Regions from separate parts of the Mus musculus genome. Here regions 1, 2 and 3 are each linked to region 4. The links are chromatin contacts, called in public HiChIP or PLAC-seq maps. All regions are on one chromosome and are shown on one strand. The core of a region is the stretch at or near the end of the contact, and the rest is flanking DNA. Distances in the headings are between cores, read along the strand shown.

What was found. HiChIP or PLAC-seq counts read pairs in DNA pulled down with a chosen protein or histone mark.
Region 1: a contact with region 4 is called in a FOXA1 HiChIP or PLAC-seq map of pancreatic cancer cells. The contact joins the enhancer-like site here to the promoter of Ncmap in region 4. A contact is called at or near these places in 6 of 39 promoter capture datasets (the C10 cell line, embryonic stem cells, liver and 2 more), 1 of 15 datasets of contacts at CTCF or cohesin (large pre-B cells), 1 of 484 Hi-C or Micro-C datasets (bone marrow-derived macrophages), 3 of 115 datasets of contacts at active chromatin or transcription factors (astrocytes, memory CD8 T cells and pancreatic cancer cells) and 4 of 9 other capture datasets (adipose tissue, embryonic stem cells, liver and 1 more).
Region 2: a contact with region 4 is called in an H3K27ac HiChIP or PLAC-seq map of embryonic stem cells, with 7 times the contacts expected there. The contact joins the enhancer-like site here to the promoter of Ncmap in region 4. A contact is called at or near these places in 3 of 39 promoter capture datasets (the C10 cell line, pre-B cells and stem cell-derived epiblast-like cells), 1 of 15 datasets of contacts at CTCF or cohesin (large pre-B cells), 1 of 484 Hi-C or Micro-C datasets (embryonic stem cells), 3 of 115 datasets of contacts at active chromatin or transcription factors (embryonic stem cells and pancreatic cancer cells) and 2 of 9 other capture datasets (embryonic stem cells and macrophages).
Region 3: a contact with region 4 is called in a FOXA1 HiChIP or PLAC-seq map of pancreatic cancer cells. The contact joins the enhancer-like site here to the promoter of Ncmap in region 4. A contact is called at or near these places in 7 of 39 promoter capture datasets (embryonic stem cells, hematopoietic stem and progenitor cells, hippocampal neurons and 4 more), 5 of 484 Hi-C or Micro-C datasets (B cells, the N1E-115 cell line, bone marrow-derived macrophages and 1 more), 11 of 115 datasets of contacts at active chromatin or transcription factors (the 230-238 cell line, astrocytes, bone marrow-derived macrophages and 8 more) and 2 of 9 other capture datasets (embryonic stem cells and macrophages).

Annotation. Positions count from the first base shown.
Region 1 is chr4:134,971,643-134,978,567 of GRCm38.p6, reverse strand. No RefSeq gene overlaps it. Among named protein-coding and RNA genes, the nearest start is that of Syf2, 44 kb to the right of the region's middle. Within about 2 kb of position 2,772, at least 50 of the 459 cell types and tissues checked have an H3K27ac peak or open chromatin away from gene starts, as enhancers often do. A contact at or near this core is called in pancreatic cancer cells, where this site is marked.
Region 2 is chr4:135,017,519-135,024,515 of GRCm38.p6, reverse strand. No RefSeq gene overlaps it. Among named protein-coding and RNA genes, the nearest start is that of Gm42327, 30 kb to the left of the region's middle. Within about 2 kb of position 4,090, at least 44 of the 459 cell types and tissues checked have an H3K27ac peak or open chromatin away from gene starts, as enhancers often do. A contact at or near this core is called in embryonic stem cells, where this site is marked.
Region 3 is chr4:134,942,870-134,950,172 of GRCm38.p6, reverse strand. No RefSeq gene overlaps it. Among named protein-coding and RNA genes, the nearest start is that of Syf2, 16 kb to the right of the region's middle. Within about 2 kb of position 4,047, at least 35 of the 459 cell types and tissues checked have an H3K27ac peak or open chromatin away from gene starts, as enhancers often do. A contact at or near this core is called in B cells, the N1E-115 cell line, bone marrow-derived macrophages and 2 more, where this site is marked.
Region 4 is chr4:135,392,667-135,399,602 of GRCm38.p6, reverse strand. It overlaps Ncmap (noncompact myelin associated protein), which reads left to right and starts at 1,376. Exons shown (of 5, transcript NM_145555.2): 1 at 1,376-1,720.

The DNA of each region.
Region 1 (6,925 bases), core at 1,523-4,022, 420 kb after region 4:
AAACTTACTTTCACCACACAGAACGGTAGAAGTTTCCAGAAGCCCGAGAAAGTTTCCAGAAGCGGCGAAAAGACCAACAGCATCTGAATCAGTTACAACTAACGGGTTTCCTCCTTTTTAAAAAAAATTTGTGTGTGCATTTTTTGCTTGCATGTATGTTTGTGTGAAGGTGTCAGATCCCCTAGAACTGGGATTACCAGACAGTTGTGAGCTGCCACATAGGTGCTGGAAATCAAACCAGGGTCCTCTGGAAGAGCACCCAGGGCTCTTAACTCCAGCCCCACATCTGACTCTTCAAGAGCAGCCAGAGTCAGCAAAGCTCCATGGAATGGTAGCTTTAACCTGTGGGGGAAATGTACCTTTAGAGAAGGTGTGCATGTGTGTGTGTGTGTGTATGTGTGTGTGTGTGTGTGTTTGTGTCTGTGTGTGTGTGCGCGCGCATGCATGAGTGTGTCTCTGTGTGTGAGTATATCTGTATTTCTGTGTGTGTATCTTGTTTGCATATGTGTATGGATAGATGGATGTGTCTGTGCGTGAGTGTATATGTCTATATCTCTGTGTGTGTATGTCTGTCTGTATACATGTAATATGTGTGAATGTGTGAGCATGTTCGTGTGTGTGTGTGTGTGTGTGTGTGTGTGTGTTTTACTGGAATTTGAACCCAGACTCTCACACAAGCTGCATACACCCTCTACCACAGAGTTACACCCCTAGGCTTCTTTTTACTTTCTTTTAAAATTTTATTAATTTTTATTTTATGTGTATGAGTGTTTGTCCAAATGTATGTGCCCTTGGAGACCAGAGGAGGACACTGGATGCCCTGGAACTGCAGCTATAGGAGGTTGTAAGCAGCCATGTGTGTGCTAGGAACTGAACCTTGAGTCAATGCTCTTAACCACTGAGCCGTCTCTCCAGCCCTCTGTTTTTACTAGTTCATTTTGAGACTGGGTCTCACTGAGTTGCGTAGGCTGATCTGAACTCACTCTGTAGTCCAGTCTGGCTTTGAACTTGTGATCTTCCTGCCTCAGTCTCCCAAGTAGCTGGGCTTATGAGCCTGAGCTATGAGGTCAACAGAATTTTAGAAGATTTTTTTTTTTAATTTGGGAGAAAAGGACAATGACTACCTTTGTAATTTGAGTCCGTGGATACATTCCCATTTTTAGAATTAAATTTAAATTTGAGATAATAAAGAAAAAATACATTTTTAGAATTGTTATGTTCCAAAATATCACATGGGGATTATTTATACTAAAAACAATAAGGCACTAGGAACTCCCCCTTGAGATCTGGCGTAGGGCAGCCATGACACCCCCGTTCAGAGTCATACTAGAAACTCTAGCTAATGCAATAAGGCAGGAAAAGAAAAAGAATCGCAGTTCAAGGGGAAAAAAGAGAGAAGCGTTTCTTCTCAGATTAGTTTAGGTTTTTTATGTAGAAAATTCAAAACAATCAATCACCAAATAGGAGGCCAGGCGTCACCCTCCATTGCCTTCCTGCCTCCCTCTCCTGACGCTGGCATTCTGAATGTGCCACGTTTGCTCAGAGCATCTGCTCCTTAAAAAAATAAACAAATCGTGTGTGTGTGTGATTTTTTTTTTTTTTTGTTTTACAAGACCAGCACACAGAGTCCCTGCCACTGCCCTCACCCAGAGTTCCCAACCCTTGGCCTCTCAACATTAGTTCGTTACTACCCAGCTGGACCCGCGCTTCCACTTCCACCAGTCTGCTCCTCCTCATGTACACTCTCTGCTCCTAGATGCCATCCAGGTCGTCCCCCCATGCTCAACGGTCCATCCCCTCTCCTCTGCTCTGACAGTTCACCAGTGGTGAAGGACAGAATAGGAAGGATGTGGGGACAGGACATGAAGGATGCAGACACGGGAAAACCTCTCCTGCCCTGAGAACTTGAAGCCAGGGAGATGGCTCAGCAGATAAAGGTGACTCCTGCTGAGCCTGAATCCCAGGCATCCACATAAAAGCCAAGCATGGCTACATGTGCCTGTGACTCCAGAGTTGGAGAGATAGAGACAGATAGATCCTGGGGGCTCGATGGCCAGACGACCTGGCCAAAATGGTGAGTCTCAGCTTCAGAGAGAGACCTGATACAAGAATAAGGCAGAGGGTAACAGAACAGGATGCCTGATGTCTTCCTCTGGCCTCCGAAGGAAAAAGCACATTCAAGAAAGCAAGCATGCACACTCACACACACACACACACACACACACACACACACACACACACACACACATATTACACACACACATATTACACACCACACACATACACACACACCACACACACACACGTATACACACACACAAACACACACTCACACACACACCACACATAAACACACACACACTCACACACACACATACCACACCACATACATACATATACTACACACACCATACACATCATACATATATTACACACACACATATTACACACCACACACACACATACACACGCATACACACACACACCACACACACAAACACACTCGCACACACACGCACACACACACACATACACAAAAATAATGTTCTGCAGGAAGTAAAGACAAAATGTCATCTGTCCAGACATGGGAATCTAAGGGGCTAAAATAATTGTTCTTTGGCATTTTCTGCATAATCAAAAATTAAAATCTCAGGCAAAGGGTTCTGCGTATCCAAAGGCCCCGAGACAGGGTGAAACACAGCCTCTGTACTCTAAGAACAGTGAGCAATAAGCAAGGTGGTTTGGCAGAATTAAGTGAGACTTGCTCCCATAACCACAGCAGGCAACACCCTTAGCACACATTCTAGAGGCCCCGGCCCCTGCCTGCCCATGGCTTTCCCAGGAGCTCCCGGTCTGCCTTGTAATCACCCGGTGCCCACCCCAGTTCAGACCCTGCTCTCTCCTGGACATGACAAGCTCATTGTCCCTTTTTCCTGAAGGCTACTTTTTCACAAGAGGTGTTCGGAGCCACCAGGTTTCTGTGGGCAGATGCCCCAGGGCACACGCACAAAGGCTCAATTGTCTGGTACCCGGCGCTGGACTAGCCGAGCAGGATTCTGCCCGATTCAACAACCCCACATCAAAGAGATGACGTCAAAGCTCCAGCAACCACTGAGACACAGCCCAGCCCTGGTGCCAAGGGCTCCCAGGAGGCTAATCCCACCCTGGAAGGTAAGAAGAGGGTAGAAGCAGCAAATTAGCAGGAGCTAGGGGGCGCTACTGTGCTGGGAGCCTCGACAGCATAATTGCATTCACTGAGCTGCAATTGGGAATAATAGTTAGAGAAGCAATAATCACAGGTCACACAGCCATACAAGCAGCCAGCACATTGGTTTCCCAGGCCTGCATCCTATCTGCATAGGACCCAGCCACCCAACCGCCACAGAGTGGCCAATAGAAACACCTCAAAAAGCCCCCCCACACACACACACACATAAGCCCCACCACTTAGTAGCTAGAGTCTGAGCTGACAATGGCTTTCTTGACCTTGAACTTGTGGACTGCCAAGAGACATGTCTGACTTGTGTTACATAGTCAGTCAACAACCCCTTACTGTGTCACAGACTCCAGAGAGCAGCTTACCTGTCCCACCTGATGGGGAAAGAAACACAAGGGGACCCAGGGCTGTGGGGAACAGAGCATCTCTGGTCAGCTCTAGGTAAGAGAGGAGTCCCTCCAAAGGCCCAGTGACTCTGAAGAGCTTGCTATCTCAGTCTACTTTCTGTGACTGTAACAGCATGCTCAAGACTGAGCCCGTCACAGAAAACAGAGAATTCGGTTCAAGGTTCTGCAGGGCCCGCTTCCTGGAAGGGCCTTTTCCATATGACAGTGTGGCAGAAACACAGAGGCAGCAACCCAGGACCTGATTACAGTGTAATTCTGGAACCCAGTGGAACTTTGATTTTTTTTTTCTAAGTTTACTTTTGTGTGTGTGTGTGGTTTTTCGAGACAGGGTCTCTCTGTGTAGCCCTGGCTGTCCTGGAGCTCACTTTGTAGACCAGGCAGGCCTCGAACTCAGAAATCTGCCTGTCTCTGCCTCCTGCGTGCTGGGATTAAAGGCATGCGCCACCACGCCCACCCTGTTTACTTTTAATGATGGTTCTTAAACACTTTAACCTTCCTTGTAGCCCACCACCCACCAGGAGCAGAAAAGAAAGGATACAGGGGAAGTGGACCTGTTTAGAAAGGTTCTTTGGAGCAACTCCCATCTGTGTTGTCTGGAAATTGGCAGTTCAGTTCACAGGTCAACAGTGGCAGCTCGATCCACTCACCAACACCTCATGGATACACCAGCAGTCCAGCTCGGTAGAGTCAGGATAGCAACAGCGGTGGCACGACCTAGCAGAGACAGCCAGGACTCAGTCTCAGCTCAAGTCAACAGGAGGGACCTAGAGGGACAGCAGGAGAAGTTCTCGGCTGTGCCTCTCTCAGGGAGGCGAAGATCAGCAAAGACATGAGACCCACAAGTGTTACACAACTAGTTCTATAAACAAGCCTAGCTCTCTCTCTCTCTCTCTCTCTCTCTCTCTCTCTCTCTCTCTCTCTCTCTCTCTCTCTCTCTCTCTCTCCCCCTCACTCTATGGAGTCCTATTTCTACCCTCCAAACATCACTTGTCCTCCACGTGTCTTGCCTCAGCACATGCATCTAATCAGCCTGAGTCTAAGGAAGCAGCAAGAAACTGCAGCACAGCACCAGAAGTTTTTTGGTTTGTTTCCCTCTGTGGAGTCCTGACAAATGCAGCTCAACTATGAAAAGTAAGGTGGATCAATACATGCGTGTTGTTAGCAAAGAATCCTTCATCTCATGTCCTTTCACGTGCTTGCTTTAGCAGAACATCCTCTCTCCTGTGTCTGCTTCAGTGAAATGTTCCTTCTCGAGTCTGCCTTTGCCTTTCACACCCATGTTCTCTTTAATAAAACTTCTTTCATGTGTTTGCCCCAGGAAAACACCATCCAACATAACTGACTTTCCAAAGAATTCTTAAGTTTCCACTTCACCCAGGCTAAGTTCATCCTTTCCCTCCCCCCACAAAATCCTCTCCAAGAATAACAATTTGGGTCCATTAAGGGGGGCCTCAGCCCCTGGGCCCTAACCATCTCTTAAAGGCCCCAACCTGTTCTCTCTCCACCTGTTCTCTTCCCACCTGTTCTCTTCCCACCTGTTCTCTTCCCAGCTGTTCTCTTCTCACCTGTTCTCTCTCCACCTGTTCTCTTCCCAGATGTTCTCTTCCCACCTGTTCTCTCCCCACCTGTTCTCTTTCCACCTGTTCTCTTCCCAGCTGTTCTCTTTCCACCTGTTCTCTCCCCACCTGTTCTCTTCCCAGCTGTTCTCTTCCCACTTGTTCTCTTCCCACTTGTTCTCTCCCCAGCTGCTCTCCTTCCACCTGTTCTCTTCCCAGCTGTTTTCTTCCCACCTGTTCTTTTCCCAGCTGTTCTTTTTCCAGCTGTTCTCTTCCCAGCTGTTCTCTTTTCACCTGTTCTCTCTCCACCTGTTATCTTCCCAGATGTTCTCTTCCCACCTGTTCTCTCCCCACCTGTTCTCTTCCCAGCTGTTTTCTTCCCACTTGTTCTCTTCCCACTTGTTCTCTCCCCAGCTGCTCTCCTTCCACCTGTTCTCTTCCCAGCTGTTTTCTTCCCACCTGTTCTTTTCCCAGCTGTTCTCTTCCCACCTGTTCTCTTCCCACCTATTCTGCTTCTCTTCTATTTTATTTTTATTCTTTGAGAGTCTTGCTACACAGCCCAAGTTGGCCTTGAACTAACATCTTCCCGGCTTTTCCTCCTGGATGATGAGATTATAAAAGCACATACCCCTGATTGATGTTTCTGTCACTTGACACTATAACAATGATATTTAAATTTCAACATGAGCCAGGCACAGATGCACACACCTAAACTCCTAGCACTTGGGAAGTAGAGACAGGAGGATCAGACATTCAGGGTCATCACTGGCTATACAGCCAGTCTGGTGTCAACCTGGGCTACATGAGACCCTGTCTCAAAGAAAAAAATCAAAAATCCTAAGTTTTAGGGGGAAACACTTGACTCTAAACACTTTTAAACAATAAGTGGTTTAGAAAAGGAAGACCGAGGACTGTCCCCAGGTCTTGGTTCTCATGTCTGGAAGAACAAAGTAGCCACTTAATGAAGGAAAAGGTTGAGAGAGGGCACTGGGAAAATTAGAGATGTCCTAGTTACTGAAGAGAAAGGGGGCATGTCAGGAGGACAGACCTACAGCCTAGTGGGTCACCAAGGGAGACACTTGGTTATCATGGAGACATGACTTGGCTTCTTTGAGTGTGAAGACCCCAGGCCACTAGGGCTGTGTTTGATGTCACCAACCTGTAAGTGAGTGTCTCCAGCCAGCAAGAGAACATTACTCTCCCTCCATCTTACTGCTTCCTTCAGAAGGGCTCAGTCTTCCAGCAGGTTCCACCTAGGCCTGGCACCAGACTGCAGGGCCCAGGAATGCTGCACTGTGTGGGATCCCGCAAACAAACAAACAAAACCTGCTCCCTTCAGAGAGAGACTGAGAGGGTAAGGCCTTGGGAGAGGGAATGAGGCAGCCCTTCCTGCTGATATCACCTCTTTCTGGCCTGAATCTCTGAGCTCCAGTTCCCCTCCCACAGCCTCAGCCCCGGGGAAGCTGAGATGACCTTCCCAGCAGAGTTCTGGGTGCCCAGAGCGGGCATCAGCCTTTACAAGCCTCATTCCTTCTATCTTGTTTTTCCACCTGCCTGCCTGCCAGAGAGATGGTTCAGTTGGTCAGCAGTGTGTGGTGCAAGAATGAGGACCTGAGTCCAATCCTCAAAACTCATGTTTCTGGGGGCGGGGGAGGGAAGTGCCATGCATGGGAGCAGGGCCCAGGTCGGTTCTGCTCACTGTCATGTCTCCTGGGCTTCTGACAGTCCCTTGGGGACAAGAGCTC
Region 2 (6,997 bases), core at 2,841-5,340, 380 kb after region 4:
AGGCCACCGTGTTTGTTTCTCAGGCTCTTCCTTTATCTGTGCCTCTGTGTTGGCGCACAGCTGGACACGCAGGACCCACACCCAAATCCAACAGGCAAAACCCCGGACCCTCATCTCATCCCAACCTCAGCTCTGGGTACCCGGTAGTGTCAGCCTCTAGTGCTAGAGGGGCTTCCCAGAGCTCCAGCACACTGGAGAGACCTGATTGGCCCACCAGCCCCAAAAGCTAAAGGGTGGCTCGCGGTGCAGCTGGAAATGGCTGCCCAGCCTCAGAAGGTCGCACCACAAGCACTCTCGTGGGCCCTAGGATGGCTTTCTTTCTCCCCTTGACCCTAAAACCACATGTAATTTGTTATTAGTCACACAGAAGCCTCCGAGCATAAAAAGCAGAAACTGGGTCAGAGATGGGACTCAGTCTGCGCTTGCTGCAAGAACGTGAGGACAGTTTGACCCTTCTCGGCCCCCATAGAAAGCTGGGTATAATAGTGAACCCTGTGAACCCAGCACTCTAAGCCAGGAAGGGGGAGACAACAAGGTCTCCAGGACTCAGGGGCCAGCCTGCCAATGCTTCCCAGGCCTGGGAGATACCTTGACATTGACCTCTGCCCTCCTCTTATGCATGTGCCCACACACATCCAAGCTCACACATGCACACGTGAACACGTGCGTTCACAAAGATGCACACTCAGACAGAGGGAAAGCAGAGAATTCGGTAACTCCACTGACGGATAAAAGTCCTCCCAGGGTGGAGATGGCCATGTTCCCTTCGCCTAAGTAACTGTCCCATGGGTTGACTTTGTTTCCTTTTTTAAAAAAAATTATTTTGTTTTTTAATATTTGTTTAGGTTTATTTGTGTTATGTGCACATGTGTTTTGCCTGCATGTATGTATATGCACCTCCTGTGTTCCTGGAACCTATGGAGGTCAGAAGAGGACTTCCCTGGAGCTGGAGTGGCAGATGGCTGCAAGCCAGGCGGGCACAGGGAACCTTTTCAAGAGCAACAAGTGCTCTTAACCATGGCACCAGCTCTCCAGCCTGAATATTTTATTTTTAATTAAATGTATGTGTGTTTGGGTGAGTGCACCGTGTGTGCGCAGTACCTGTGTTGGCCAGAAGAGGGCATCAGATTTCCCTGGAGCTAAAGTTACAGGCAGTTGTGAGCCTCCCAGCATGGGTAACTGGGAACTGAATTCGGGTCCTCTGGAAGACAGCAAGCACTCTTAGCTGCTGGGCTGTGTCCCTGTCACTCCCTGTGGGTTGGTTTTAATGGTGTGAACCGAAAACCAACAACAGAATGTACCCTCCCTCTGTGAGCTTGCTGGATCCTTGGCACTGACATACAAAATGAAATATAACTCCTCCTCTCTCCAAACCTCAGTTTCCCCTCTGACCTCTGCCTCCCTTCCCCCACTCCCCAACTCCTGTCCCCCCACCAGATTCCAGCAGTGACTGGAGGGGCCTCTGCATTTTTGTTTGAACACCATGGCCTCCAATTCAAAGGGATAGGTGCCCAGCAGGCCTAGACTTTGCAGACACAGCAGAGGGGCCCAAAGTCTGGGTGCTGGGCAGTCCTGCTGGGGCTTTGGGGGAGGACCTGGAGTCCAGACTACAGCTCAGAGTAGTTTCAGGGTCCTTGAAGAGGTAAGAATAGGCCTGAGGACTGAGACCTGTGACAAGACCTGCTGTTATGCCACTGTGTAACCCTGTGCTAGATACCTCTCATCTCTGGGCCCCTCTTAGAAGATTCTGACTGTAGGTCTGAAAAAGAAACAGTTTTTACAACCTGCTAGGTCTGGGATTTGCTTTGATCAAGACACATCTTAAAAAAAAAAAAGATATATTTTTATGTGAAGTATTCAGCAGGAGCCTCATATAGACCAGGAGCAAGTGGCTGGGTGTGGCAGATACCCAGATGCTCTGCTGGGAAGGGACCTGGGGTTTCAAGGTGATTTGGCTAATGTCTGGAGATGCAAAGAAGACAGGAGAGATATAGTCGCTCTGAGAGTCAGAGTGGGAACAGGGACAACGAAAGTCCCTGCTTATGGGCACGGATGAAACGTTTCGCATGGCATCTGGCATTGACTCTGAAAGTGAGCTCTACTCTGAGCTGCGAGCAGCCCTCAGCCCTCAAGAAGTGACTGCTGTATGCAAGGTGGGTAGAGGGATCTGGGAGAGTGAGCGCAATGGGGGGCCTGCAAAGGAAAGCAGGGATGGGTTGGGGCAAGTGACACGCCTAAGGCTGCAGGACAGATGCTGTAGAGTGAGAGGCAGCAAGTGACCTCCCCAGAGCACGGGTCCCCTGCGGGTCCAGAAGGGGAGGAGCAAAACTGAGTCAGTGCATCAGACTGGGTTTGACTGCTCCTGCAAACCTCAGAGACCGTGGGCCGAACAAGAGGAAGGTGTGCTGAGTAGCTTTATGTCAACTTGACACGAGCTGTAGACATCTGAGAGGAGGGAGTCTAAGTTGGGAAAATGCCTTCGTAAGATCAGGCTGTGGGCTAACCTGTAGCACATTTTCTTAATTAGTCATTGATGTGGGCGGGTCCAGTCCGTTGTGGGCGGATCCATCCCTGGGATGCTGGTCCTTGGTTCTATAACAAGCAGGCTGAGCAAACCAGTGAGCAGCAACCTTCCATGGCTCCTGCCTTCAGGTCCTTGCCATGTCTAAGTTCCTGTCCTGACTTCCTCTGATGATGAACAGCAATGTGGAAGTGTGAAACAAATAAACCCATTCCTCCCTAAGTTTGGTCATGGTTTTTCTTTACAGCAACGGTAACCCTGACTACAACAGAAGGTTTGTGTCCCATTGGTCAGGAAGCAAGGGCTCAAGTGTAGAAGCTGATGGTGCCGCATCTCTGTTTCTTATTTCTTTCTCCTTTGCCAGCCTCAGTACATGGCTTCATCTTTGCTATAGGTAACTTCGTGTTCCAAAATGGCGGCTGATGCTTCAGTTATCAGGTCTGAATTCCAGATGTGAAGACAGGGCCACGGATATACTCAACTAGCCAACACTGAGCTGACAGACAGATGGACTTGGAAATGTGACTTTTAGGGCTGAAGATGTTGGTAGAGTGTGCTTAGCATGTGTGGGGCCCTGGTGGCTCCCAAGTGCTGCATACACACATACATATAGGGGGTGAGGGAAATGCATACATGCATATGGGATGAGGGGCATGCCTATAATGTCAGCACTGGGGAGATGGATGCAGGGGGATCAGAAGTTAGGGTCATCTTGAGCTACAAAGCGACCCAATGAGGCCACCATGAACTACACAAAACCCTGCCGCAAAAATACACCAAACAAACAAAAAGCCAGAAAAGCAAAGAAGCTAGAGTAAGCAGAAAAATGGGCATGCTAGCTTCTGCTGGGGGTCCTGTGTCTGCCCTTCAGAACAAAACCTGCCCAGTGTCATGCCTTCCATATGACCACCCTTCTCCTCCAGGTCAGCTGTCCCGAGTCCTCACCCACCCCTTAGAGCACAGGCCGATAGGACATGGGCTGACAGAATCACTCACAGTGTGCCTGCTCCCTGGGGTCTCAGCTGGGGCTGGAGGAGTGAGGACCCCCAGCTCAGCCACCAGCAAGAGAACAACTCCAGGAAGGAGCAGGAGCCATGGGGCCCAGAGAGGAGAGGAAGGAGAGGTAGCTGGAGGGACTGGAACAAACGAGCTCACTAAGGCTTTCTGGTTTGGGAAGGAGGGAGAGGCGCTGGGCAGAAGGCTGGGGAGGTTTAGCTAATTTGACCCACCTGTTCTGGCTACACAGCCTGCTGACCTATCCAAAGGGAAACTGTTGCCTTTCCAGTTGCTTTGGTCTGATCTGGAATGCTCTAAGACTCCTCATAGCTAGTCAGTGGTTTCCCAGAATTCCACTGTTCCTCTTTCTAAACAATTTTTTAAATTCTGTGTGTGGGCACGTAGAGTCCAGAGGATGGCATAAGATCCTGGAGTTAGCGTTGTGAGCCACCGGGCATGGGTGCTGGGAATCAGACTTGTCCTCTGGGACGGCAGCAAGCATCCCTAGTTGCTGAGTCACTTAAGCAGCTCCTACTCCTCTTTTTGAAATGCTATAGAGCCCCACCCCACCCTACCCCATTTCACCAGCTGTGACTATGGCTGCTGTGAGCACTGCCCTGCCCCACCCCACACCCCGCCCCACCCACCCCACCAGCTCTCTACTACAATGGCTGCTGTAAGGCCTCTTTGGAAGTTCATAAAGCATGAAGATGGGGGTCCAGCGGGGAGTCCTGATTCTCTCCAACCCAACTCTTCACCTTCTTGGACCTGCCATTTCTTCTAAACCATATTTGGTCTCTGTGTTGCCAAGAAAGGTTTGTAGAGAAAACCAGTGTGGGCTGAGTGAATGCCCAACATGGTGTGGACAGCAGCTCAGGGGCCTCCATCCTCTCAGGTCCCCAAGAGGCCTGAGGACAGCTGTCATGCAGCCTGAGTGTGCCCTTTCCAGGAACTCACCAGAGACGCCTCACCAGGAAGGAAGGAAGAAGAGGAGGAGGAGGAATAGAAGGAGGGGGAGGACAAAGAGGAAGAGGCAGAGGAAGAGGAGAAGGAAGAGGGAAGGAAGAGAGGGAGGAGGAGGAGAGGGAGGAAGAGGCGCTACTCGTTGCCTACTGGTCCAGAGCTCCTCTACCAAGTGGGAGACAAAGAGAACTGTGGCCCCTTTTGTCAGCAACCCCAAGTTGGTGACAAACTCAGAGAGCATTCTTTTGTCTCCTCCCTGTCCAAACCCCTCTGATCTCTGGCCCAGCTCAGGTGGGGGCGGGGGGGGGGGGTGGTCCTGAGGCTCAGTCAGTGGAGGTAGAGGCAAGATCTGCATTTTAACAAATGCTAGCAAGCACCTGTCATGAAGCGGTCACCTGCCATTTCTTGAACGCCACTGGAGGAAGGAAAATTCAAAACTATAAGGCTAACCAGGGATTCAGGACTGTTGTTCCAGCTACTTAGGAAGCTGAGGCAGGGGGATTGGAAAGTCAAGGGCTGCAGAGCAAATCCAAGGCCAGTCTGGGCAAATCAATGAGACCGTGTGTGGAAATAGGGGCCTGCCTAGCATGGGTAAAGCCCCGAGTTTCATGGCCAACACTGTAGCACAATGTCACTTTGTGTCTGACTTGAGATGTGACTCATGCTGAGAGACACTGTCTGTATAATGAGGTGTCTGTGGGCTGTTTGCAGCTTTAGCTTTTATCTTTCATTGCATCTCCTAGATCATCTGCAATAAGCACCAGTTATTTTTAGTCAGAGCAGAACATGTGAGCCCTTTGTTGGGGACTCTGCCCACAAGAGCTAGCTGACCCTGCTCCCTAACTCTGGCCTCATGGAGGCTTGGCTCTTTGCTGTTGCCACACTTGTCCCCCAGCTCCCCACAAAAAGGCCTGACCTGGGACTTCTGGTTCAGATCCTTCCAGGTGCCCTCACAGGTAGCGTACTCTCTTCCACGAGCAGACCTGCAGCCAACAGGACCTTGTCAAGTGTGCAACACCATGGACGCCACCAGTGTTCTTCAGCTCAGAAGCCTTGGTCACGCCTGAGCTCTGCCCAAGCCTGCTGCTCTGCCCCTATGCCAGGTTCTGGGGTGATCCAGCCTGCCCTCAATACCCACCAGCCTGTCCAGTATCACAGAACAACCCTGGGTGGTTCTATACTGAATGTCCTTCTTTCATTGTGAGCTATGCTGGCTGTAAATGTGAACACAGGTTTGCAGGGTCTAGAGAGGCAACTTCTTCATGCTCACAGCCATGACGAATCAACAAGTAGGCTCCTTGTTCTGACATGGTCTTGCAGGGAGACCGTACCCAAATCAACCCAGCATCTCTGCATCGATAGACAATTCTGTCCAGTAATGAAACTGCTTTAAAGAGAGGTGGCAGATACCGGACACGCCTGCTGTGCCCTCCATGGCTTCACCCTGACAGACATTACTAATGAATCTTAGGATCCTTTGCTGTGGAGTCAAATCCATACCTCAGAATTTGTCTTAACACTGTGTACCAAGCAAAACAAACATTCAAGGCAAAAGCAGTTTACTTTTGTAACAAACTAGCTGATTAAAATGTAAAAAACCGTCAATCCTCAGTTCTCCAAGCTGAAGAACAGTGGTCAACACAGTGAACTGAGATGAGTTTTGGGTAAGAGTCCGCATTAAAGCCTGTTCGGAAGTCAGACTTCCTGCAGCCACCAACCATCATAAGCCAACTCCAGACCAACTACTTCCACCTTCCTGGAACCGACCGCTGGTCATTCGGCTGGCGCCCCCTACTGTCCAACAGTCTTTACTGCAAGTTTTCCATTTCCCCTCCTAGAGGAAGCACACACTGGCATGATCCCCGCACTGGGCCACACTGTCTCCTACTAACTGGGGAGGGCGGGGAGGAGGGGGTGGTTCTGTGTGACCCTGCTCTGTGTCTTCCCTTCCTCACCACATGTCATTCACACAGAGTTCTGTGGTCCATCCTCAGTTGGTAAACTCAGACCACCTGAGGAGAGGAGCCTGGTTCTTGGTCACACAAGTCCAGGACAAAACCAGGACTCGGAACTCTATAGTCCCAAATTTATGCTTTCTTTAGCGCCTTACCCTGTTCCTCCTCTCAAAAAAAGGCAGAAAAGCAGCCACCTTGGGCTCTGGAGCCCCTGGGATCCCCCAGGGCCTTCATCTATTTCCAGGTTGGCCTGGAACTGTGGAGAGATCTCTCTGGGGCAGTCCTCAGTCCCATGCCAGGGGCATCCCTTCCCCCACTTCTCTGAGCTCATCTCTTCACATGCTGGTGTGGGGGTGGGGAAAGGTGTGGTGGGGTCCCTCAAATGTCACTTCTGCTAGGAGCCCATCTTCCACCACCTGCAGGTCACACCACACTCCTCACTCTCTGTCTGTGTGGCCCTGAACATAGGGCAGGCACCCGATAATTACTTGTTGACTGGATAAATTAAGACCTCAAAACGGGAATAACAAAGGAGTCATGGACTGGGAACCAATGGGTTCGG
Region 3 (7,303 bases), core at 2,798-5,297, 450 kb after region 4:
GCTTCCTCCTCCCTGAAGATCACGTGACCAAGCACTTTCTGCCCCTTGAAGGGGTCTAATTGCCTACACTTTCCACCTGTGAGCAGCGGAGCGAGGGGCTGGGGGGAGTCTGCTTCCTGGTTGCCCACAGGTTCTTTCCTAAGGGGTCTTCTGTGGATTCACCCATCAACACTCCCCAAACACCAGGAATAAGATGTCTGTTGGTGGCACTGAGAGACTTTTCCCAGCCAAAGCCATCCTCAGGGTAGACTCAAGAGCCCAGACCTAAGGCAGCCAAGGCTAAAAACTAAAACCTGAACTTCGTCTCATTTTTTATCTAATTTCCTTCACATAGCCCCATCAGGACAAATTGCAGGTACCCCAATTCTAAAGACAGACCTCTCACCTTTGACCCCTATGCCCCATGTCTCAGAGATGGTTGGTCCATGCCCACAGCCGGCCACTGCCACACCTTATAGAAGCTTCTGGCTCCTCTCATATAACTTAATGGGCTAAATGGGGAACCGATTCTATATGATTAATTAATTAGGGTCCTACTAGGAAGGATAATAATATCAGAACTTAAATAAGACTGCAAAGCCCAGCGGCCAGCCTAGAAAAGAAAAACCAAGCTAGCACAATTAGACCTTCAAGGTGGAAGGAGCCTGCGGGTAGACAGGGCTCTGACTGCCTGGCTTGGCTCAGTCCAAGATCAGCCGGAGACCCACCCTCACAACTCACATGATGGAAGGAAAGTTCCCACAAGTTGTCCTCACACCTCTACAAGTATCCCATGACACACGTGCCTACATATACACGCAAAGTAAAAAAGGACAGATGGATTATTTATCATATTCAAAGCTAGCCTAGGTAACTTTTTTTCTTTTTTTTTTTTTTGAGACAGGGTTTCTCTGAGTAGCCCTGACTGTCCTGGAACTCACTCTGTAGACCAGGCTGGCGGCGAACTCTAAGATCCACCAGCCTCTGCCTCCTAAATGCTGGGAGTAAGGCATGCCACTACTACCCAGCCTAGGTAACTTTTTTAAACAGTGCATGTGTGTAATATGCACGCATGTATGAGTATCTGCATGTGTGTGAGCACACACATGTATGTGCCTGTGGAGCCAAAGTCTGATGTTAGGTGGCTTCTTCCATTGCTCTCCGCTTTATTTACTGAGGCGTGGCATGCTCTCTCAATAAACTCTCTCAGTAAGCTCTGCTCACTAGGCATCTTGTCTCCCCTCCCAGCTGCTGGGATTAAAGCAGATGCCACACCCACCCAACTTTTATGGGGACCTGAACCCCAGTCCTGATGTGTGGGCAGCAAGAGCTTGATCCATGGAGTCATCTCCTTAAGGGGCTGTGGACATAGCTCAATGGTGGAAACCTTGTCTAGTATTTTTGAGGCCTAGGACGCAGTTTAAAGTATCAGATGGGAGAGAGAGAGAGAGAGAGAGAGAGAGAGAGAGAGAGAGAGAGAGAGAGAGAGAGAGAGAGAGAGCGAAGAAAGGGAGGGAGAGAGGAAAGAAGGAAGGAAGGGAGAAAAAAGAAAAACCTAGCCCATGGTTGTACATCCCTAGGGGCTCACCGACCAGCCACTCTCATCTATTGGTCAAGTCCTAGACCAATAAGAAAACAAGTCAGGGCTGGAGAGATGGCTCAGTAGTTAAGAGCACTGACTGCTCTTTCAGAGGTCCTGAGTTCAATTCCCAGCAACCACATGGTGGCTCACAACCATCTGTCATGAGATCTAACACCCTCTTCTAGTGTGTGTGAAGACAGCTACAGTGTACTCACATACATAAAATAGATAATTCTTTTTTTTTTAAGTAAGAAAAAAAAGAAAACAAGTCATAGGACTAGAGAGATGGCTCAGTGGTTCAGGAGCTCTGGCTGCTCTTCCAGGGATCCTGGGTTCAATTCCCAGCACCCACGTGACAGCCCACAACTGTGTGTAACTCCAATTCCAGGGGATCCAACATCCTCACATAGACATACATGTGGGGAACACACAGAAAATAAACAAACAAATAAATCTTTAAGAAAACCAGCAGGGCGGTGGTGGCATGCACCTTTAATCCCAGCACTTGGAAGGCAGAGGCAGGTGGATTTCTGAGTTCAAGTGAGTTCCAGGACAGCCAGGGCTACACAGAGAAACCCTGTCTCGAAAAAGAAAGAAAGAAAGAAAGAAAGAAAGAAAGAAAGAAAGAAAGAAAGAAAGAAAGAAAGAAAGAAAGAAAGAAAACCAGGGGCTGGTAAGATGGCTCAGTGGTTAAGAGCACTGACTGCTCTTCCAAAGGTCCTGAGTTCAAATCCCAGCAACCACATGGTGGCTCACAACCATCTGTAATGAAATCTGACACCCTCTTCTGGAGTGTCTGAAGACAGCTAAAGTGTACTTACATATAAATAAATAAATAAATCTTTTTTTTTAAGAAAGAAAAGGAGAACCAACCACATATAAATATATAAATTAATTAATTAATATCATACTGAGTGGCACATGCATGTAACCACACACACACACATATTATGCACACACTAGAAACAATTGCAAAAAAAACCTTTGCCAAATGTGGCCTATCACATTTTATTGGCAAAATCTTTTTTCTCTGCACTTTGAATCTGTAGCCTTGCCTCAAGTCCTTTCACAGAAAACAGATGATTTTTTTTTTTTTGAGACCTGCTTTTATTGTGTAGCCCAGGCTGGCCTGCCTCAGCCTCTCTCCAAGTGCTAGAATTGTAGGCATGCACCACTATGCTCTCCTTCCGGTCCCCACAGCCCCCATGGACAGACTAGAATCCTCGGGGCTTGCAATTTTGTTTATTTTTTTAATTTGCTTTTTCGAGACAGGGTTTCTCTGTGCAGCCCTGGCTGTCCTGAAACTCACTCTGTAGACCAGGCTGGCCTCAAACTCTGAAATCTGATGCCTCTGCCTCCCAAGTGCTGGGATTAAAGGAGTGTGGTGCCACCACCACCTGGAATTTTTAAATAAATGTGAATTATAATTTTTAAATTTAAATATAATTTTATAATTATATAAAAATATAATTGTATATATAATATATAAAATATAAATATATATAATAAAATATAAATATACTTTATTTAAAATTAAAAATATATAAAATTTAAAATTTAAAATTTAAAAATATATAATTTTAAATATAAATTTAAATATAATTTTAAATAAATGTGAATTATAATTCCAATAAGCATTATCTTAGTTGGTCATGATTAAGAAAGCAGTTATGATGGGCAGGTGTAAACATCTTTTTTTTTCCCGAGACAGTGTTTCTCTGTGTAGCCCTAGCTGTCCTGGAACTCACTTTGTAGACCAGGCTGGCCTCGAACTCAGAAATCTGCCTGCCTCTGCCTCCCGAGTGCTGGGATTAAAGGCGTGCGCCACCACGCCTTTGAGGTGTAAACATCTTAATCTCTGTCTGTAGCTCCATCCCAATGCACCCCACCTCCAGCCAATACTATAGCCGTAGTCCTAAATCTGTACATGTTTGCTTTATAGAGAGCCAAACGTAACGGAACAGCCATTGCAGGCCACCATCCATCAAACCACTCATGAAAAGCAGCTGTAGATAACATGCAAATGAGCCTGATCCTGTCCCAATAAAACTCTATTTATAGAAACAAGCCATGTGCCGGATTTGGCCCAAGACTCTCTGCTTCCATGAATCTACTGGATTAGGAGTCACTTTCTTTAACAACTAGGGCTTTCTCTACATAAACTTCATGTCATGATTCACTGGGGTCATTTTAGACACGAGGAAAGATCTAGAACAGAAATACTTGAGACAGGGACATCTTTCAGTGTCTCCTAGTCACAGCACGTGACCCCTGATCACAGGAAGGCTTCAAACTCTCTCGAAATCTGTGGGAGCAGCAAATTGTCCAGATTTCAGGTCCCCGTGCGCAGAGCATCTGCCCCGCGGGGTCTGGATGGAGCGAGCCAGAGAACTCCTGCTTCTAACAAATCCCGAATGAAGCCTAACAGTCAGAGGTCCACACAGAAAACCGCAGGGATGTGTGCCCGCCGAAAACCTAAATATCTGCTGCCACCTAGTGGACATATGAGGGCAGCACCTCCTCCAACAATCCCTTGCTTTCTGAAGTGTATCCAAAACAACACAACCCACACATCTTTTTGTCCCGGAGAAGAATCCGTTCTTAAGGCCAATCTGTCGTCTGTATACTTGGGATTCCACCACAGAACTCCAAGCTCCTTGAAAGAAACGAGGTGTCACGTTATTTACAATAACATGGCAGTGATTTTAAATCAACTTAAACCAGAAACAGACTATTTTCCACCAGGGAGAAAAACATCTTAAATATCTAAATAGAAGCAAACTGCTGCTGGCATCGCTCTCTGGCCAGTCTCCCATCACCAGATGCTGGTACCTCTTCTAAAAAACAAATGTACACCCTGCCCCTTCAGCTCCTGCCAGCAACCCACCCCTGACCTGGTGTACCCTGCTGGCCCGTGACTGCAAATGTCTGCCTCAGAGGGCAGGAAAGCAAAAGGCTCTTTTTTAAAACCAAGGTCGTAGCCTGGGGATGCAGCTCAATTGGTAAGGTTAGCTTGCTTAGCATGAAGGAAGCCATGAGCAAGATCCACACATTGCCTAAACTGGGTGTGGTAGTGGTGGTGGTGGAATCTCAGCGTTCCAGAGGTGGAGGCAAGGAGACCAGGAATTCAAGGTCATCTTCACCTACAGAGGGAGTTCAAGACCAGCCTAGGGTACCTGAAAACCTATCTATGGATGAATGAAATTATCAGGATATCATTTTCAAGTTACAACCTGCATTGGCCTGAGTCTGTACCTGGTTTCCACTGTGCAACCAAAATTCCCTTCAGAGTACTTTGACGTTTCCCTCTGAACACTGCATTCTGATCTATGAGGCCTCGTGGGGCTTAGACAAGAAGATCACAGGCTACATAACAAGACAGTGCCTCAAAAAGGGCTGGGGAGAGGGCCTGGGGAGATAGCTCCGTCAGGGATGTGTTTGCCATACAAGCATGGGACCTGAGCCCTAGGATCCATATTTGAAAGCTGGGCACGGTGGCATGTGTTTGTGCTTAAACCCCCAGCAGTGCTGTGGAGGCAGAGGCAGGAGCTCCCCGGGGCTCGATGGCAGACCAACCCAGTGTAATTGGTGAGTTCCAGGCCAAATGAGAGACCCTGTCTCAAAAGACAAGATGGAGGGGTTGGGGAAGACACATCAGCAATAAAAGTCATTGTCACGGAAGTGGAGGACAGTAAGTTGGGCACCCCAGCATGAAGATAAAATGCTCAGTAAACCCAGCAGGCTGCCTGTAACTCCAGCCCCTGAAGCCAGGAGGTAGGGCATCTCTGGAGTAAGCTGGTACAGAGACTAGCCCTAACTGTGGGCTCTAGGCTTGACTGACTGAGAGACTCTGCCTCAATGAAAGAGATGGTGGAGGAATGGAGGGAAACACTCAACATCAACTTTGGGCCTCTACACACACACACACACACACACACTTCATGCACATACCAAATTTTTAAAAAAGGAAGGGAAACTATATTCTGCCAAAGTGCGATTACCCACTGCCTGTCTGTTCCCGCCAAGATCCAGGTCCCTAACACCAGCGCTCACCAAATAAAGGAACACACAGCCACCCACAGCAGATAACTTGGACTCCCAGCTTGGCCGCTGCTGGGGTTTTGTCAGGATGGAGACGCATAAGAGCCACGCTACAAAGCATGGCGCGGTACCAGGAAAACAGAGATGACAGGGACCAACCGGAACAGATTTTTGATGCCAGCACTTTATATTTGATCTCCAGATGCGACGCAGCTGACAGCTAATTAGCTCCGCTCAGATCTCCACCGGGCCTCCATCCTGCACACATGCTGTGGGCATGCCAGTGTGAACACGTGTCTGCCTGGGTTGTGCTTTGATGGATAATGCTCTGGAATGAACACACTTGGAAGCCCTGAGATCTGGAGCCCTGGCACGTGGGATCTGAGGCGTGGTGTGGTCTTTCTCCATTAGGCTTGATCCCAGGGCAGGTAATGAGGTGACATTCTGTACCCTCGCTCCCTCCCCCTCTGTCCTAGCGAGGGGAGGGGACGCCGCCCAGCTTTGAGTTTCGGTGGAAGAGAACTTGTTAACCGCCAGCCTCGGTGATCCAGAGCTACTGGGCATAATGCTGTGAAGCCCATGACGAAAACCCAGTTGCACTGTGTTCTCTCGGGAGCTGCGTGGGAGGGGTTGGGAAATTTCTCAGAGCAGGCGCTAGACTGCCCAGCAGATGTGACAGTCCCCACAGGACTGGCCACCACGCCTTCCTTCTGTCTCCCTGACTGCAGGCTCCCAAGTTCCAGTTTGGAGGGACTTCAGGAGCATAGAACCCCCTCCCCAGAGAGGTGACAACGATGCCGCCCTGCCAGCTAGATGGTGTTCACAGCAACCCTGACAGTCGATACTGCGGAGACTAGAATCTTCCAGCTATAGAATCAGAGTGGAATCATAAAATGACTCCCGAAAACTCTCCGCAGAACCCTGGTTCTCAACCCCACTTCATGTAAGTTCCTGGGCCATGCTTGGTCTCCAGCTGAGGCATTTGTGGCCACCCCAAATGTCATGATTGTCTGGAAAAGGTGGCTCATGCAGGGTTCCTTCCCCTGAAGTGGAATTCCACCTGTGAGCTTCAAGATGCTTTAGAAGGTTCAAGAAGAGGGTTTGAGAGCTCCAGAGATGGCTCAGCGGTTAAGAGCACTGACTGCTCTTCCAGAGGTCCTGAGTTCAAATCCCAGCAACCACACAGTGCCTCACAACCATCTGTAATGGGATCCGATGCCCTCTTCTGGTGTGTCTGAAGAGAGTGACATTGTACTCACATCCATAAAATAAGTAAATCTTAAGTCTACCATACCAGGAAGGAGCAGGGCCAGAGGGAGAAGAGAAAAAAGAAGAAGGGGGTTTGAGATGGGCCAGTAAGTTCATACTGTGACCTCAGATTGCAGTACATGGGCCCACTCAGTGGGTTTAGCAAGCCTAAAGCCATGCCCAACTGAGCCCGGCTTCCGTCAGTACACTCCGCCCACCCACAGCTCCCCATATAGTTGTTGCTCCTTGAAAGTCAGATACCAGAAAGCTATCCAGGCACCCCTTGGGGGACACCCCAACCCATCTCCCTCTTCTGCTGACTTTTGAGGATGATGTGCCTCGTCAGCACAAGTTAAAGAAAGAACGGCCAATATGACTCAGCTGGGGGGACGCCCAACCAGAGAGGCAGTGGCCCTAAGTCCTCGGGGACCTTGCCAAACCATTGAGCCAGTC
Region 4 (6,936 bases), core at 127-2,626:
ATTGTCTAACAGCATGTGTCAACAAACCCACGACGGAGTTTCCTATCAAAGTACAAGTAACTCTTCCATGGCTCTTGCTCCTTCGCCCGCTTGCTGTGTGAGACTGAGTAACTGCTAGATCCTTGGACTTCCATTCACAGCTGCGATTGAACCATTGTTGGGAATTGCGCTGCCAACTGTAAGTCATCAATAAATTCTTTTACTATATAGAGACTATCCGTAAGTTCTGTGACTCTAGAGAACCCTGACTAATACAGAAGTTGCTTCACACTGAGCCATGGAAGCAACTCAGGGGCGCTCGGTCCAGACCCAGTCACTTCCTGGCTCTACTCCCAGTCTGCCACTTTACCTTCTGGGGACCTGAGGCCCACCTTGTCTTCCTGGTACTTCATTTCCCTGTTTATACAAGGATCTCTTAAATCTGGTTGTGAGCCTACCGTGTGCTGGAGAGACCGTGTGGCACCCGGAGACCGTGAAGATGCGCACAGCCTAGTTGAAAGTGGGAGTGCTGTTTTTTATTTTCGTTGGTGAAGCAATAATTCTTTTTTTTAAAAAAAGATTTTATTTATTATAAATAAGTACACTGTTGCTGTCTTCAGACACACCAGAAGAGGGCGTCAGATCTCATTACAGGTGGCTGTGAGCCACCATTTGGTTGCTGGGATTTGAACTTCGGAATAGCAGTCAGTGCTCTTAACCGCTGAACCATCTCACCAGCCCAATAATTCTTTTTTTAAATTTTGTGTGTGCATGTGTTCATGTGGGAGGGGATGGAGTTAGAAGCAATCGTGCCTTTCCTGATGTGGGTGCTGGGAACTGAACTTATGTTAAGCTCATCTTCTAAGCCCACCCCACCCTCCGTGCTAACTTTTAGGCAGGAAACAGGGAATTTTCTCACGCTTGCTAGGCAAGCACTTTACCCACTGACCCATGCTAGCTGAAACGTACTATGTTTTCGGAGCCAGCCTTGAACTTGCAGCAATCCCCTTGCCTCTGCTGCCTGTGTACTACTAGAAAATTAGTTTCTAATCACGCTCAGGAGGAATTTCTGTCACCTGTAAACTGCCAGTCCTCTGGTCCTCGGATCCCACAGCTGGTCCACACTTTCACTCCATCAGCTCGCTTCATCCGATTCAGCTCTCCGTCAACGCGAGGTCCCTTCCTCCTCTTTTGTCTTCTCACAATTCCAACCTGGAAGAAGTGGGTGCGGGGGGGTGCCAGACCTGAAGTCCCCTGAGCGGCAGGAGGAGAGAGCGACGTGGGGACACTGCGGGCGGGGCGGGAGCGCTGGGCAGGTGATGGGGGAGGGTGGTCACTAGTTGGGAGGGATGGGGCGGGACAGGACCCGGAGGCGACAGCGGCGGCTGCAAGAGGCGGGGCTGGGGTGTGGAGCAGGTAGGGCGCAGGGCACGGAACGCGGGGGCTTGGAAGGACAGCGCACAGGGGCTCAGGCCCGCGGAAGATAGCTCTCCGGACCCCCAGGGGTCCCCAGCCTGGCGCGCGCCTTGGCGTGAGCCGGTAGCTGAAAGGTCAGCAACATCTCCCGGTTGTCTGCAGACACCGGTGCACAGAGGTGTTCAGGGTGCAAGCTGAGAAGCACCCCGAAGCTGGGTGCATTCGGGGCTACATCTCTGGCATGCGGAAAGCTGGTGGTTTCCTTGTCCGCTCCTACGAAGTCACAGGGAGCGACCTGGACTCCCGGAAGAAAAGCCTACGAGAGGTAGGAGCCTTGAACTCCCCTCCCCCTCGGGTCCTGAGCTCTCCTGGTTTATAAACTGGGCATCCAGGAGAGCACGCTCCTTCCGAGGCCCCAGGAGCTGTGCAGTCCAATGAGACCAGCACCCGGAAAAGGGGCCCGGGCTCGTACCAGAGTCAATAAGCGAGATGTTGAATCAGCCGCTCCTTGATAGTGGGAGATTCCAGTCCCGGGTACCTTGAGGTGGAAGGAAATGGATTCCTGCCTCCAAAGGGGCTGGGTGGGGAAGCTCTGGGGTGCGGGAGGAAGATTCTTCTTGGAAGAGGGGTTGGGGGATTTGAGAAGCTGCGAAAGGAGCAAAGAAGCCGGAGTGGAGTGGTACCCAATCCGAGTCTCCGCCTCGGCCTGGCTGGCTGTCGCCTTGAGGCAGCCTCTTCTTACCAATTCGGTTTCTTGTACCTAAGTGAAACTTTCTTGTATCTAAACGAACCGGTGATTTGATTTTATGTAAGCTATTCCTTTTTGCCAGACTGGCTCCTTGGGGCCAGGGACTGTGTCTGGTTCACAATTGCCTCACCAGCTCCAGTAAAGCTGGGCTCGTAGTTAAACCAGGGGCTTAAGAGTGGCAGCAGCATTGTGGAGCGTGGTGGCGCACACCTTTAATCCCAGCACTTGGGAGGCAGAGGCAAGCGGATTTCTGAGTTTGAGGCCAGCCTGGTCTACAAAGTGAGTTCCAGGACAGCCAGGGCTACACAGAGAAACCCTGTCTCGAAAAACCAAAACAAAAAACAAAACAAAACAAAAAAGAGTGGCAGCATCGGGTGGAGCTGGGCACCTCCTGGTGTGTGTGGTGAGCAGGCACAGGCGGCTGAGCTGGGCTTGAAGATAGGCTCCCCTGGTCTCTGTGGTTGGGATTGCCCACCTAATTCCTAATTCTCCAACTGGACTCATATCACCACCTGAACTGTAGCTCAGGCTGGACACAGGCTTGTATATAACAGCAGTAAACACTATCCCGAGCCTGTCTGGTTCTGGTGACCTCCAGGTGGCCATGTGATAACATGAGTAGCAAAGATCTGACGAGGATTGAGGCTGGTGGGAGTGCGGGCATCCAGAGGGACAGAGACAGGGACACGGTCCCCCAGAAAGGCAAGGTCAAGGCCTCTTGTAGCACTTACTTGGGTCTTGCTTATGCCTGTAATTTCAGTACTCACGAGGGTGAAGGGTGAGGCTTGTCTCAAGTTCAAGGCCAGCCCAGGCTAGATAGTAATACAATCCTTAAAAATAAGTAAATAGGGCTGGAGAGATGACTCAGAAGTTGAGACCACTGACTGCTCTTCCAGGGGTCCTGAGTTCAAGTCCCACAACCATATGATGGCTGACAACCATCTATGATAAGGTCTGGCGCCCTCTTCTGGCTTGCAGGCATATATGCAGGCAGAACATACATACATACATACATACATACATACATACGTACATACAGCGAACCCACCTGTGTCTCACTGTGAACTCTAAGTGAACAGGGAGGAGCATGGATGCTGAGTGCCCCCCTCACTGTTCCCACCCCCAGCACTGCAGGGGACATGTAGACACTCGGGGAGTTTTCTGTGGACTGTAGACCTGCGCTCTTGGCTTTGAGGCAGTCCTGGCAGAACTGTGATTTTCTTCACCCATGTCCCCCCAGCTTAGGGGTACATCCTCTCATTCATCTGAAACCTCTGCTTCTCCCTATGCCAGTGGCTCTTCTCAAATAACAGCCCTCTGCTGGACATGGGCATATTCAAGAGAGGCCAGGACATGAGGTAGCCATGATGGCTCTGCCTCCCTGCCCTGGGATGTGGGGCAGGGCGGCAGAACCAGGGATGGCAGGAGAATCAGAAGTTTTAAGGTCAGCCAGGGGGTGGTAGCACATGCTTTTACTCCCAGCACTCAGGAGGTAGAGGCAGGCGGATCTCTGAATTCAAGGCCAGTCTGGTTTACAAATTGAGTTCCAGGATTGCTAGGGCTACATAGAGCACATGGGTTCACCTAGCTGGCTTCCATGTCCCTGGTTCCCCACCCCCCACCTCCAGCAGGTTCTCCATCTCCATTCTTCTGCATATGGCCCATCTGGATTCCATCTTTGCTTTAAGATCTGGTGGGATAGGTTCTTTGTGCCCTGTCCTCAGATGAATTCCTGATCCACAGTGAGGCTAGGTAGGCAGGAGGCAGAAAGTCAGGGAGGGAGGGGGCCAGAGCTGAGTCACTTACCTGTAGTGGGGCTCCATGTTCCCCCACTCAGTGCGGCACCGGGGAAGGTGGAGCCAGCTGCAGGGTGGCAGGTCCAGGAGAAGTTCTGTGGTCCAAAGCTCTCCGGCAACTTTACAGCTCGGTCTGAGGGTGGAAAAGAGGGTGTGTCTGTCTCTGAGACAAGGCTTGTTCTATAGCTAGTCTGGAGCCTGTTCTCAGGACCTCCTGTCTGTGCCAGGCATGCCTGAGCTGATGAGACCCCCAAGCCAGGGTCCCAGTGGCAGCAGAGTGGGAGGTGTAAGAACGGGGCACCTTGGGGAATGATGAGGATCTAGAAACCCAGCTGACCTTGTGCCAGAACTGAGGAGGGGACGACCAGCAGGGACTTTACCCTACACTGTGCCCAGTGTCTGCATGTGGTTTAAACCTCGTGTCTCTGATCTACCACTCCCTGATTTATCGATCAGCAGCAATTACTTAATAATGTCAGTGCCCCCTTTTGGAGAAACCTGTGTCTAGGACCTGCTGTGACAATTTTTAGGGCATGCTGCCTTGAAATTTTAAAATTCTTCCTACCACTGGGCATGGTGGACCCTTTCACCCAGAACTTCTCGAGAAGGCCAGCCCCTCTAGTCCTCTCAGTTCTGGGAGCCACACCTTAGCTCTCTTTCCAGCTGCAGACCTGAAGGATGCCCAGAGGACAAAGGCAGATTCCTCTCTGTTCCTCCCTCATCCAGCTGCAGTGTCTGGTCCTAGAGACATTAGCAGTGATCCTGCGAGCAGCCTACGCCTTCAGCTGAATTCCTCCAAAAGCCTCAGGCGCTCAACGGATGGGACATTCATCCCTTCCTAACCCCACCCCCACCCCCGCAGTTGCACAAACAGGCTTTAGAAGTATGAACACCCAGGTGGTGTTCCCAGGGATGGGCCTGAGTCAGTCAGACTATCTATCTCAGGCTGGCCTCGAACTTGCTACATAGCCAAAGATGACCATGGGAGTTCAAGGACCCCTCGGATACTAACACCTCTGACAGTCATATCCTGTATGTAAAATAGCAAAGCATAAACACAATCTCCTCCATTCTTGTTTGTTTGTTGTGTTATTTTAAGACAGGGTTTCTCTGGGTAGCCCTGGCTGTCCTAGAACTTGTTCTGTAGATCCGACTGGCCTCAAACTCACAGTGAACTGCCTGCCTCTGCCTCCTGAGTACTGGGATTAAAGACATGGGCCACCACCATCCAACTTTTTAAACTTTTTTTTTCTTCAAACTTTAACCATCTCTAGATTTCTGCTGATGCCTAAACACCTAAGACAGTATAAGCAATTGTAAAACTGTTATTTGGGGGAATAACAACTAGATATGGGTCTTTTCATTACATTCTTATTATTTGTCCAGGGGAACAGGGAGGGATGCATACCACGGCATTCAGAGGACAACTTTTTTTTTTTTTTTTGGTTTTTGTTTTGTTTTGTTTGTTTGTTTTGTTTTGTTTTGTTTTGTTTTAGACTGGGTTTCTCTGTGTAGCCCTGGCTGTCCTGGAACTCACTTTGTAGACCAGGCTGGCCTTGAACTCAGAAATCCGCCTGCCTCTGCCTCCCAAGTGCTGGGATTAAAGGCGTGCGCCACCACTGCCTAGCCAGAGAACAACTTCTGAAAGAGGGTTCTCTCTTACTATCATGTGGGTCCCCAGGGATCGAACTCAGGTAGTCAGGCTTGGCGGCAGGCCCTTTTACCCCATGAGCCGCCTAGCCAGCCTATTTCTGAATATACTCAGCTGTGACCTGCTGAGCTCATGCCCATGGACCCTGCAGATCCAGAACTGACTGCAGAAGCTCTCAGCAGGTCTTCTTGAAAGTAACCAATTGCTTGGGAAGGAGACAATAGTGTGTAACTTTCCAGGTAGTTATAGAGTGTCATAGCCAGAGGTGGAATTCAGATTCTAATCTTTACTGGGAAGATTTAGCCTCCTCATCCTACCTCCCCCGCCCCCGCCCCCCCCTCCCCGGGCTGGAGAGATGACTCAGCTGTTAAAAGGGCTGACTGCTCTTCCAGAGGTCCTGAGTTCAAATCCCAGCAACCACATGGTGACTCACAACCATCCGTAATGACATCTGATTGATGCCTTCTTCTGGTGTGTCTAAAGACAGCTACAGTATACTTACATATAATAAGTAAATAAATCTTTGGGCCGCCAGAGTGAGTAGGGCTGGAGGGAAAAGAAAGAAAGAAAAAAAAAAGTTAGCTTTTCCCTAATGGGCTTCAATAAAACTGCCCTTCACGTGTGGTACTTAAATCCTAAGGCAGAGGAGTGATGGGAGGTGGAGTCCAACATGGACCTTGAGGGAGGGAATCCATCTTCAGTTGTCTGGGGGGTTGTTAATATTTGTCTAGCTACTTCACCATGGAGAAGGATGGCTGCTCCATCCGTAGTGCTGGAGGCTTGAGGAGTAACTCACTTAGAACCACAGCTGGCTGTAACCTTCGTGGGCCACCCCAGAGACTCACTGCCACCAGCTGGACAGCAGGGATCCACACACACTCAGAGGTTCCACAACCTCCCCAAACAGTGCCTCCAGCTGGAGACTAAGTATTCAAACAGTGAGCTTGCTGGGGGAGTGGTTTGAATGAGAAAGGCTCCTGTAGGCTCTGCTATTTGAATGCTTGGTTTCCAGTCAGTGCAACTGTTTGGGAAGGATTAGGAGGTGTGGCCTTGCCAGAGGAGGTGTGTCCCTAGGTTTCAAAAGCCCATGCCAGGTGTGCTTGCTGTCTCTCGAGTTCTCTCTCTCTCGAGTTCTCTCTCTTTTTCTCATTCTCTCTCTTTCATTCTGTCTCTCTCTGTCTCTCTCTCTCTCTGTGTCTCTCTGCCTGCAGATCAGGATATAAGCTGTAAGCTCTTGGTTACTGCTCCAGCACCATGCCTGCCTCCATGCTCCCCACCATGATGGTCATGGACTCACAGTCTCTGAAACTGTGAGCCCCCAGGTGAATGCTTTATTCTGTAAATTG